2 separate regions of the Ovis aries genome follow, and region 2 is linked to region 1. A link is a contact called in public Hi-C data. All regions are on one chromosome and are shown on one strand. Each heading gives the region's core, a stretch centred on a gene start, on an enhancer-like site or on the middle of the called end of the contact. The rest is flanking DNA. Distances are from core to core; before and after follow the strand shown.

The links. Hi-C and Micro-C count contacts between places; a contact is called where the count stands out from the background.
Region 2: a Hi-C map of liver shows a contact between it and region 1, with 2.2 times the contacts expected there. The contact joins two enhancer-like sites. A contact is called at or near these places in 2 of 16 Hi-C or Micro-C datasets (liver and muscle).

Annotation. Positions count from the first base shown.
Region 1 is chr11:48,360,079-48,364,767 of ARS-UI_Ramb_v3.0, reverse strand. MILR1 (mast cell immunoglobulin like receptor 1) reads right to left here. Exons shown (of 9, transcript XM_060395778.1): 5 at 1,483-1,767. Among named protein-coding and RNA genes, the nearest start is that of PECAM1, 11 kb to the right of the region's middle. Within about 2 kb of position 1,812, at least 3 of the 54 cell types and tissues checked have an H3K27ac peak or open chromatin away from gene starts, as enhancers often do. A contact at or near this core is called in liver, where this site is marked.
Region 2 is chr11:48,472,308-48,476,776 of ARS-UI_Ramb_v3.0, reverse strand. It overlaps SMURF2 (SMAD specific E3 ubiquitin protein ligase 2), which reads left to right. Exons shown (of 19, transcript XM_027974335.2): 11 at 4,267-4,459. Among named protein-coding and RNA genes, the nearest start is that of CEP95, 62 kb to the right of the region's middle. Within about 2 kb of position 1,721, at least 4 of the 54 cell types and tissues checked have an H3K27ac peak or open chromatin away from gene starts, as enhancers often do. A contact at or near this core is called in liver, where this site is marked.

The DNA.
Region 1 (4,689 bases), core at 563-3,062:
ACACCCAGATGTGGGCTCTGATCTTCTGAGGATGAGGTGTCTAACGCCCTTGTATGCCTATTAGCTTTGCTAACCTAATTTTTTTTCTCCTCCCGCCTTGACCAGTGTCCCTTCATCAGGCCAAGTTTTTGTTTTTTAAATTTTGTGGCTGTGCACCATGAGGGGTCCCAGCTCCCTGACCAGGGATCAAACCCTCTCTGCCTGCATTGGAAATGCGGTCTTAACCACTAGATGGCCAGGGAAGTCCCTAAGAGCAGCTTTAAATCTGGAATTCTCAGACTCGGAGTTCTGCGCTGGAACATGACAGTGTAGAGAGAGCTGGCTCTAGCTCCGGCCTGGCCCCTTCCCATCCAGGCTCTGATCTGCGCCCTAAGGAACCTGACAGACACATAGACAGCCCCTGCCTGTGCGGCCCAATGTCGTCCCTCAGCCCCCACAAACAGCTCCCTTGTCTTGAGTCCAGGAGTGCTCACATCCTCACGGTGGTCTATCCTTGGGAGGACGAGCTGAGAAAGAGACTTGCGCTGGCCCTGGGAGGTGGGTTCTGATCTGATGGGGCAGGGAATTCAGGTCTAGGAACCTAGAGTGAGGTATAGAAAAGTAGAGATACAAGGTCCAGGCAGGCATCCCTATGGCTTATGGGAAGCTTATTGGAAAGTGTGTGGCTGAGAAGAATCCAGGTAGCGCCTTCCGAAACACAAGCCTGGGACAGGAGCCGCTCTTGCCCCCAGTAGAGAAATCTAGATTCACCAAGCATTAGCAGTAGGGCATTCAACAGCCAAGCAGGAAGCTACCGGTGTTAGAAGTGAGTTTTTATTTAAACGATTTAAAAAAGCACAAGAAAATCAAGAGACCCCAGCAGCTTCAAGAGATGCAGGACTTCCCTGGTGGTGCAGTGGATAAGAATCCGCCTGCTAATGCATGGAACACACGTTCGATCCCTGGTCCAGGAAGATTGCACATGCCGTGAGGCAACTAAGCTCAGTCACCACAACTATTGAGCCTTTGTGTTGCAGCCACCGAAGCCCGCGTGCACAGAGCCTGTGCTCCACAAACAAGAGAAGCCACTGCAATGAGAAGCTCGTGCAACGAAGAGTAGCCCCCACTTGCTGCACCTAGAAAAAGCCCACGCGCAGCAATGGAGACCCAGCATGGTCAAAATAAATAAATATATAAAAACAGTGCTTAAAAAAAGAAAGTGAAAACAAAGAGAGTTACAAATTCTAATGTGATTGCTTAGAACCCGAGCAGGAAACAGAGTCAGTTCAGGAAGTCTTACTACACGGTCCCTTCCTGCCCCACTCTCTAGGCTTTTCTATGGTTCCTTTATGGCAGAAAGCAGCCCCATCAGAGCATATGGACCCTACAGAAGGAAAAGCACTTAGAAGCAGGTGGGCGAAGTGGGAAATGGTGGGCAGAGGAGAGGCTGCAGTTTCTGGAAGTAAATCTAGACCCTGTTGAACGAGTTCAGGTAGCCCTTACCTGTTGAGGGTATGATGACAGGTTGACTGTATTTCACACGGTCAGGCAATCTGTTTTTAGCTTTACACCTGTACTCTTTCACTTCTGCAGTGTTACTCTCGGTTATGTTAAGTTCAGCAGGCTTCCTTACATCCTTGGAAATAACTGGTGATATGGTGATGTTTTTTTCAAAAAAAATATAATCGATGGGCAGAGAGCCGTTGAATGAGATGCAGCGTAGTGTTATATATCGGTCTGTTTTTGTTTGAATGACACTGATGTTCAGCACTGGTGCAGTCACTGGGTCTAGAAAAATGAAAGTGCGCATTAAATGGCTAAGCAGAATGGGTTCCCTCACTCAGTCCACAAACATGGATGGAAGCCCTACTCTCTTCCTGTCTGTTCACCCAAAGATGAACGACACCCCTCTTGTGAAGCCAAGCTGCTCCCAAGAAGCTCCATGGGGAAAAATCAACAGCTATGGGGTTAACCCCATGTATCCTGGCATGAACCAGGCTCTGAGAAAGCCAGAGAGTGGAGTGTCTCTCTGCTTTGAGGAGCTGGAGTGCAAACTTGCCGTTTATCAGAATTCACCATTTGTTTGTGGTTGATGGTATAATTTTGTCAAAGATCCAGCTCCAAGTATGTAGTTGAGAGGTACTTTTAGTCCCAATCCTTGTAAGATAACAGTGTTGTTGTTTTTTAATCAAGAAAGTCTAAAAATATCATCTTTTCTCACAGTACTGTCATTTATAGAATTCAGCTGTACACTTATCTTCCAGTTCCTCCCCGAAACAGGAAGTAACCCTGATAAATAGAGTTAAGGGAAATTCTTGACCAGAAACGAGTGATTCTGGTAAGCTCTGCCAGATCATACCATACTTCATGCGAGAATCCAGCTCTGTAATTTGTTATATAGTTCTTTAAGGAAACAGGATTATAGGGAAAGAAACAGTTGAGTATCCTTCATGTGTTGGGGTCACTACCCATGTTATCTTGGTTCACTTCACAACAGCACACAAGGTGAACAGCATTGTGCCCACTCCACAGAAGAGGCCATTGAAATTCAGAGACCACATACCTAATAAATGGCAGAGCCAGGGCCAGCAGATACTTTTGCTTTTAACAGTAGTGTGCCAATTTAGCAACTGGGTGCAGAAACAAGTCAAAGGAAAGAAACTAACAAATTAGAGTCTTCTTGCTCCATCCCTCCCTCCCCTGAGTAGGAATCCCCCCGTGGCAGCATCCTTGACAGAGCGGTACCCAGGGATGGGAGCCTCAAAGAGCAACTTTGTTTGGGAATAGCATCAATAGACTGTTCTTCCTACGAAAAACTGAAATCTGCTTGCTGCAATTTTTAGGAATTGACTTACTCATGATGAAGTAGACAGCATGGACTTCTCTCTGAGATAAGATGATTCAAACTAGAATAAGGGTTGACGTCTAAATTTAGTGGAAAGATGTAAACTTCCCTTCAGAGAAGGCAATGGCACCCCACTCCAGTACTCTTGCCTGGAAAATCCCATAGGCGGAGGAGCCTGGTAGGCTGCAGTCCATGGGGTCACTAAGAGTTGGATACGACTGAGCGACTTCACTTTGACTTTTCACTTTCATGCATTGGAGAAGGAAATGGCAACCCACTCCAGTGTTCTTGCCTGGAGAATCCCAGGGACAGGGGAGCCTGGTGGGCGGCCGTCTATGGGGTCGCATAGAGTCAGACATGACTGAAGCGACTTAGCAGTAAACTTCCCTCAGAGTTTGTGAAAGGACTGGTAAAGGGCATCACAGCATCACTGTGATCAAGGAAGGGAGTTGTAACTCTTCCATAAATCAGTTGTTTTTTAAATTAAAGGAGTCCTTTAAGGCTCATTCAGATGCCACCTTCCCCATAAAACTTTTCCTAAATCCTCCGGGCGACAGTTCTCCCTCTTCCGTCTTCTCCAGCACTTGATCCCGTCCTCATACTACTTTCTCTGACTCTTATTTCAGGATCCACTTGCATGTCTCCTGGCCACCTCAAACACAACCTTTTGAAACTGAACTCTAGTTAATCTGTTAGTTAATGCATCAATCGGTAGGTAGATAAACATTATTAAGATTATATCCTTTTTAAAAATGCTTTTATGCAGTCAGTCATGCATTTAGTTCTTTTGTGCTAAGAACAGTTAACACGAGATCTACCTTCTTCTTTTTCTTAATTATTTTTTATTGGATTACATTTGATTTACACCGTTGCATTAGTTTCTGCTGTACAGTCAACTGAATCAGTTATACATATACATATATCCACTCTCTCAGTTGCCATATAGGTCTTTACAGAGTATTGAGTAGGGTTCCCTATGCTATACAGTAGATTCTTTTTTTTTTTTTAATTGGAGTATAGTTGCTTTACCACGTGTTATTTTCTGCTGTACAATGAAGTGACTCAGCTATATGTATACATACAGCCCCTCCCTCTTGGACCACCCTTCTAGCACACCCCAATCCCACCCCTTTAGGGTGAGCACTGAGCTGGGCTCCTTGCACTATGAAACAGGTTCCCATTAGCTATCTGTTTCACACGTGGCAGTGCACACACCATCAATCCCAATATCTGACTTCATCCCACCCCTGCCGTACTCACACATCTGCTCCCTGTGTCTCTGTCTCCATTCCTGCCCTGCAAATAGGTTCATTTGTACCATTTTTCTAGATTCCACATATATGCAGTAATACATGATTTTTTTCCCCCTCTTTCTGACTTTATTTTGTATGACAGACTCTAGGTCCATCCATGTCTCACACCGGTCAGAATGGCCATCATCAAAAACTCTACAAACTATAGGGACTTCCCTGCTGATCCAGTGGTTAAGAATCCACCTTGCAATGCAGGGGACGTGGATTCAATCCCTGGTTGAAGAACTAAGATTCTGTGTGCTGCTGCTAAGACGCTTCAGTCGTGTCCGACTCTGTGTGGCCCCATAGACGGCAGCTCACCAGGCTCCCCCGTCCCAGGGATTCTCCAGGCAAGAACACTGGAGTGGGTTGCCATTTCCTTCTCCAATGCATGAAAGTGAAAAGTGAAAGTGAAGTCGCTCAGTCGTGTCTGACTCTTCGCGACCCCATGGACTGCAGCTTACCAGGCTCCTCCGTCCATGGGATTTTCCCAGGCAAGAGTACTGGAGTGGGCTGCCATCACCTTCTCCCAAGAGTCCATGTGCTACCGGGCCACTAAGCCCAGGAGCCCAA
Region 2 (4,469 bases), core at 472-2,971, 110 kb before region 1:
TTCATATTTTCCAGATGCATGCCCAGGAGAGGGATTGCTAGATCATATGGTAGCTCCATTTTAGTGTTTTCAGGACCCTCCATGCTGTTTTCCGTGGTAGCTACACCCATTTACATTCCCGCCAACAGTGTCGGAGGGTTCCCTTTTCTTTCCACACTCTCCAGCATTTATTATTTGTAGACTTTTTTTGATGAACTGTTTTAAAATTGGCTTTGTTGAAATTTAATTGACACACAGTAAATTGTACATATTTTCTATGTGCGGTTTGTTTTGACATATTATATACTGTGAGACCCTCACCTTAATGGAGATAGTGAACGTATCCACTGCCCCGAGAGTTTCCTCCTGCCTCTTTGTAGCCTCTTGGTGGTCCCTCCTCCCACCCCTTCTCTAGTTTCCCAAGGCTGCCGTAACAAAATACTATACACTAGGTGGTTTAAAATAGTATAAGTTCATTCTCTGGCAGTTCTGGAGACTGGAGTTCAGAGCCAGGCTGGCTCAGGGTTGGTTCCTTCTGGAATCTCTCAAGGAAGATCAGTTACATGCCCTTCTCCTAGCTCCTGTTGGTTCCCGGAAACCTTGCTGTTCCTTGACTTGTGGGACCATTATTCCAGTCTGTTCCTTGTCTTCACCTGGCCTGCGATCTGGTCTACCCACAAAACATCTGCCACCAAGTGTGGGAGTTTTTTCCTCAAACATTTCAATTCTCCCCATCTACGGACTTGAATTCAGTCTAATGCCACCCAGTTGGCATCAGGCCTCACAGGTGAAGGGCTCAGTTTCAACAAGGCCTCCCATATTTCTTGCCAACTGGCTGTATGTCGAGGCGTTCTCATGACCCTTGGGTTCAGCAATTTGCTAGAATGGCTCACAGAACTCAGGGAAATTATTTCCTTACTGTTACCAGTTTTTCTTATAAAGGGTGTAACTCAGGCACAGCCAAATGGAAGCGAGGCATAGGACAGGAGAGGCATAGGACAGGAGAGGGGCTACATGGGCCTTGCATGTACTTAGCTGCAAGGTGCTACATGGGCCTTGCATGTACTTAGCTGCAAGGTGCTTCATCCTCTGGGCACCTGCGGTGTGTTCATCAACCCAGCATTCTGAACACCAGCATTCAGGGGTTTTTATGGAGATGTTATCACATAGGAGTGATTGATCATTAACTCGGTCTCCAGTTCCTCTCCCCGCTCCCCAGAGGCTGCGGGGGGAGGGGGGGGGCGTGGCACTGAAAGTTCTAGGCTTCTCATCAAGCTTTGGTCTTTCCTGCGACCAGGCCCCATCCTGCAACTATGTAACAGTAACCTCACTGAAACAAAAAATGCTCCAAAACCCAGGAACTTCTAAGGGACTTAGGAGCTTCCCTGTCTTGTAACAGGGACAAAGACCAAATATTGGAACAGAATACACTTTTCTTGTCACCTCTGTCATTCAGGAAATTTCAAGCATTTTAGGAGTTCTGTGTCAGTAACTGGGGACAAAGACCAAAGTATATATCTTAATATGTTACAGCTTCTCCCCTATATTCTGGATCCAAGTTTACCTCTCCTTATAAGAATACCAGTCTGTTGGATTTAGGGCCACCCTCATCTAGTGTGACCTCATTTAACTTGAGTACATCTGCAAAGACCCTGTGTCCAAATAAGGTCAAAGTCAGGGGTGCTAAGGCTTACGCCCTCAACTTATTTACTTAGACACAGTTCAGTCCACACCTCATTTTCAGCCAACCACCGATTTGCTTTCTGTCACTACACATTGCAGTGTTTAGAGTTCTGGATAAGTGGATTCATACAGTATGTCCTCTCTTTCGTTTGATTTCTTTTACCCAGCGTAATTATTTGAGATTCATCTCTGTTGTTGCCTGTATAGTTCATTTCTTTTCATTCCATTGTGTGGATAGACCTCAATTTATGAATCTGTTTACCTGCTGATGAATATTTGGATTGTTTCAGTTTGGGGCTGTGACTAAACTGCCATTAATGTTTATGTTTAAGTCCTTCAGTGGACATACACTCTCACTCCTCTCTGATAAATAAATGCCTAGGCTGCATCATATGACAGATTTGTGTTAAACTTTTGAAGAGACTGCCAGATTGTCTTTCGAAGTGATTATGCCGTTTGACATTCCCACTAGCAGTGTGTGAGAGTTGTAGTTGCTCTTGGTAACACTTGGTTTCAGTGCAGTTCAGTCGCTCAGTCGTGTCCGACTCTTTGCAACCCCATGAATCGCAGCACGCCAGGCCTCCCTGTCCATCACCAACTCCCGGAGTTCACTCAGATTCATGTCCATCGAGTCAGTGATGCCATCCAGCCATCTCATCCTCTGTCGTCCCCTTCTCCTCCTGCCCCCAATCCCTCCCAGTATCAAAGTCTTTTCCAATGAGTCAACTCTTTGCATGAGGTGGCCAAAGTACTGGAGTTTCACTATGGTTAATCTTAATTTTAGACATTCTAATAGATGTATAGTGGTATCTCATTAAGTTTTTTAAATTAATTTATTTTTTATTGAAGGATAATTGCTTTACAGAATTCTCATGAAGTTTTAATTTGCTTTCCTGTAGTAACTAATGATGTTGAGCATCTTTTCATGGGCTTATTTCCATCTGTATATCTTCTTTGGTGAAATTTTTTGCCTCCTTTTTTTTAAAAAAAAAACTGAGTTTTTTTGAGTTTTGAGAATTCTTTAGATGCTTGAAATACAAGTTTTATGTCAGCTATAAGCTTTAGAAAGATTTTCTCCTAGACTGTGACTTGTCTTTTCATTTTTTTAACAGTGTCTTTTGAAAAGTGTAAAGGTTCTTTGAAATTTAAGTGATGTTCATTTTATCCATTTGTTTGTCTTACGGATTGTGTTTTGGCACCTAAGGCTTTTGGCTTTAGGTTTTACGTTGAGGTCTCTGATCCACTTTGAATTAAAGTTTTGTATCTTTAACTTTGTGTACCCAAGTTCTTTTTTGGGGATATGATTAATACGTTGTTTAAAGAGTATTTTTAATATATTCTGTTTTGATTTATATATGTGTGGTATACAAAAAACACCTTTATTACAGTGCTTTATGAGAATAAATGGTGATTTGTCATTTTCATCAAAGCTGCGTTTTTTTGGATAGTTATGTGTTCTAGGTATAAATTTGGGCCTTTACCTATTGAACCATTATATGTAAAGTAAGTTTGAGTGATTTGTTAGAGAACTGAAAGTTATTTTTATTTTATCATAGCTACCATTGTCCTTTACTTATAGGTTAGAAGATTATACTCTTGTTTGTTGTGTGTGAAATTAGATTCCAGCGGAATCATTCAGCATTTGCATAGACATTAATTGTGAATTACATGACTTTTTATTTCCTGACAGTTTACTGAAATTAACTCATTCATTATATCATAAGATTCTTTAAAAAAAATTCTTAGATGCAGCTTACAGTATTTTTGTCAGGAGAATAAATATATCTCTAGGCAATGTGCCTTCTAAAAATTATGTTTCTGCTATACTTGGGAGATTATTTTTGTGTATTTGTGGTAAACTGTATATGCAGTTCGAAGTCACTTCAGCATAAGAGACAATGTGAATGTACTTAATGCCAGTGACTGTAATACTTAAAAATGGTTAAAATGGTAAATTTTATGTGTGTTTTACCACAGTAAAAAGATAAGGACTTCCTTAGTGGTCCCCTGGCTAAGACTCCATGCTTCTTCTGCAGGGGACACAGATTTGATCCCTGGTCAAGGAACTAAGGTCCTGCATGCCACACTGCATGCCCCCCCCAAAAAAATAAAGAAGGAAAGAAAAGAAAAATAGTCACTTTATAAAGCATTTAGACTTGTTTGTAAAGTGCTCATTTCTCTGTAACTTCCCACATTCCTGTGGTCTAGACTGTAGCATGCATAGGAGAAGGGGTCCTGCCAAACTGCCAGTTCCAACTGTTTGTTTCTTTCAGAGAGACGGACTCTAGATAACAGGCGCAGGGTTTGGCATGCGCCTGAATTTTGAAGTGAGAGCTGGTAAACTGAGTGGAGGAAAATGGAAACAGTACTTGAGAAAGTTGCTCTAAGCAGCTGTATAAAGCTTTTTGGATAAAACTCTCATTGTCCACTTCCATAAATTCTAAGAAATAAACTCTGGAGCCAGTTTATTGTTGTCAGAAATGTCAAGCTAAGACTAAAATAAGGCCTCGAAATAATATAGACTTGGTTTAGCATGCAGTGCTATTTTAAATGTGTGATTGCAGTCTTATAAAAGACTCTCTACTAATGTTTGCTTACTTGTAGTCGGCAGAACCAACTGAAAGACCAGCAGCAGCAGGTGGTGTCGTTGTGCCCTGATGACACAGAGTGTCTGACAGTCCCACGGTACAAGCGCGACCTAGTTCAGAAGCTGAAGATTCTGCGGCAGGAACTTTCCCAGCAACAGCCTCAGGCTGGCCATTGCCGCATTGAGGTTTCCAGGGAAGAGATTTTTGAGGTAAACGTAC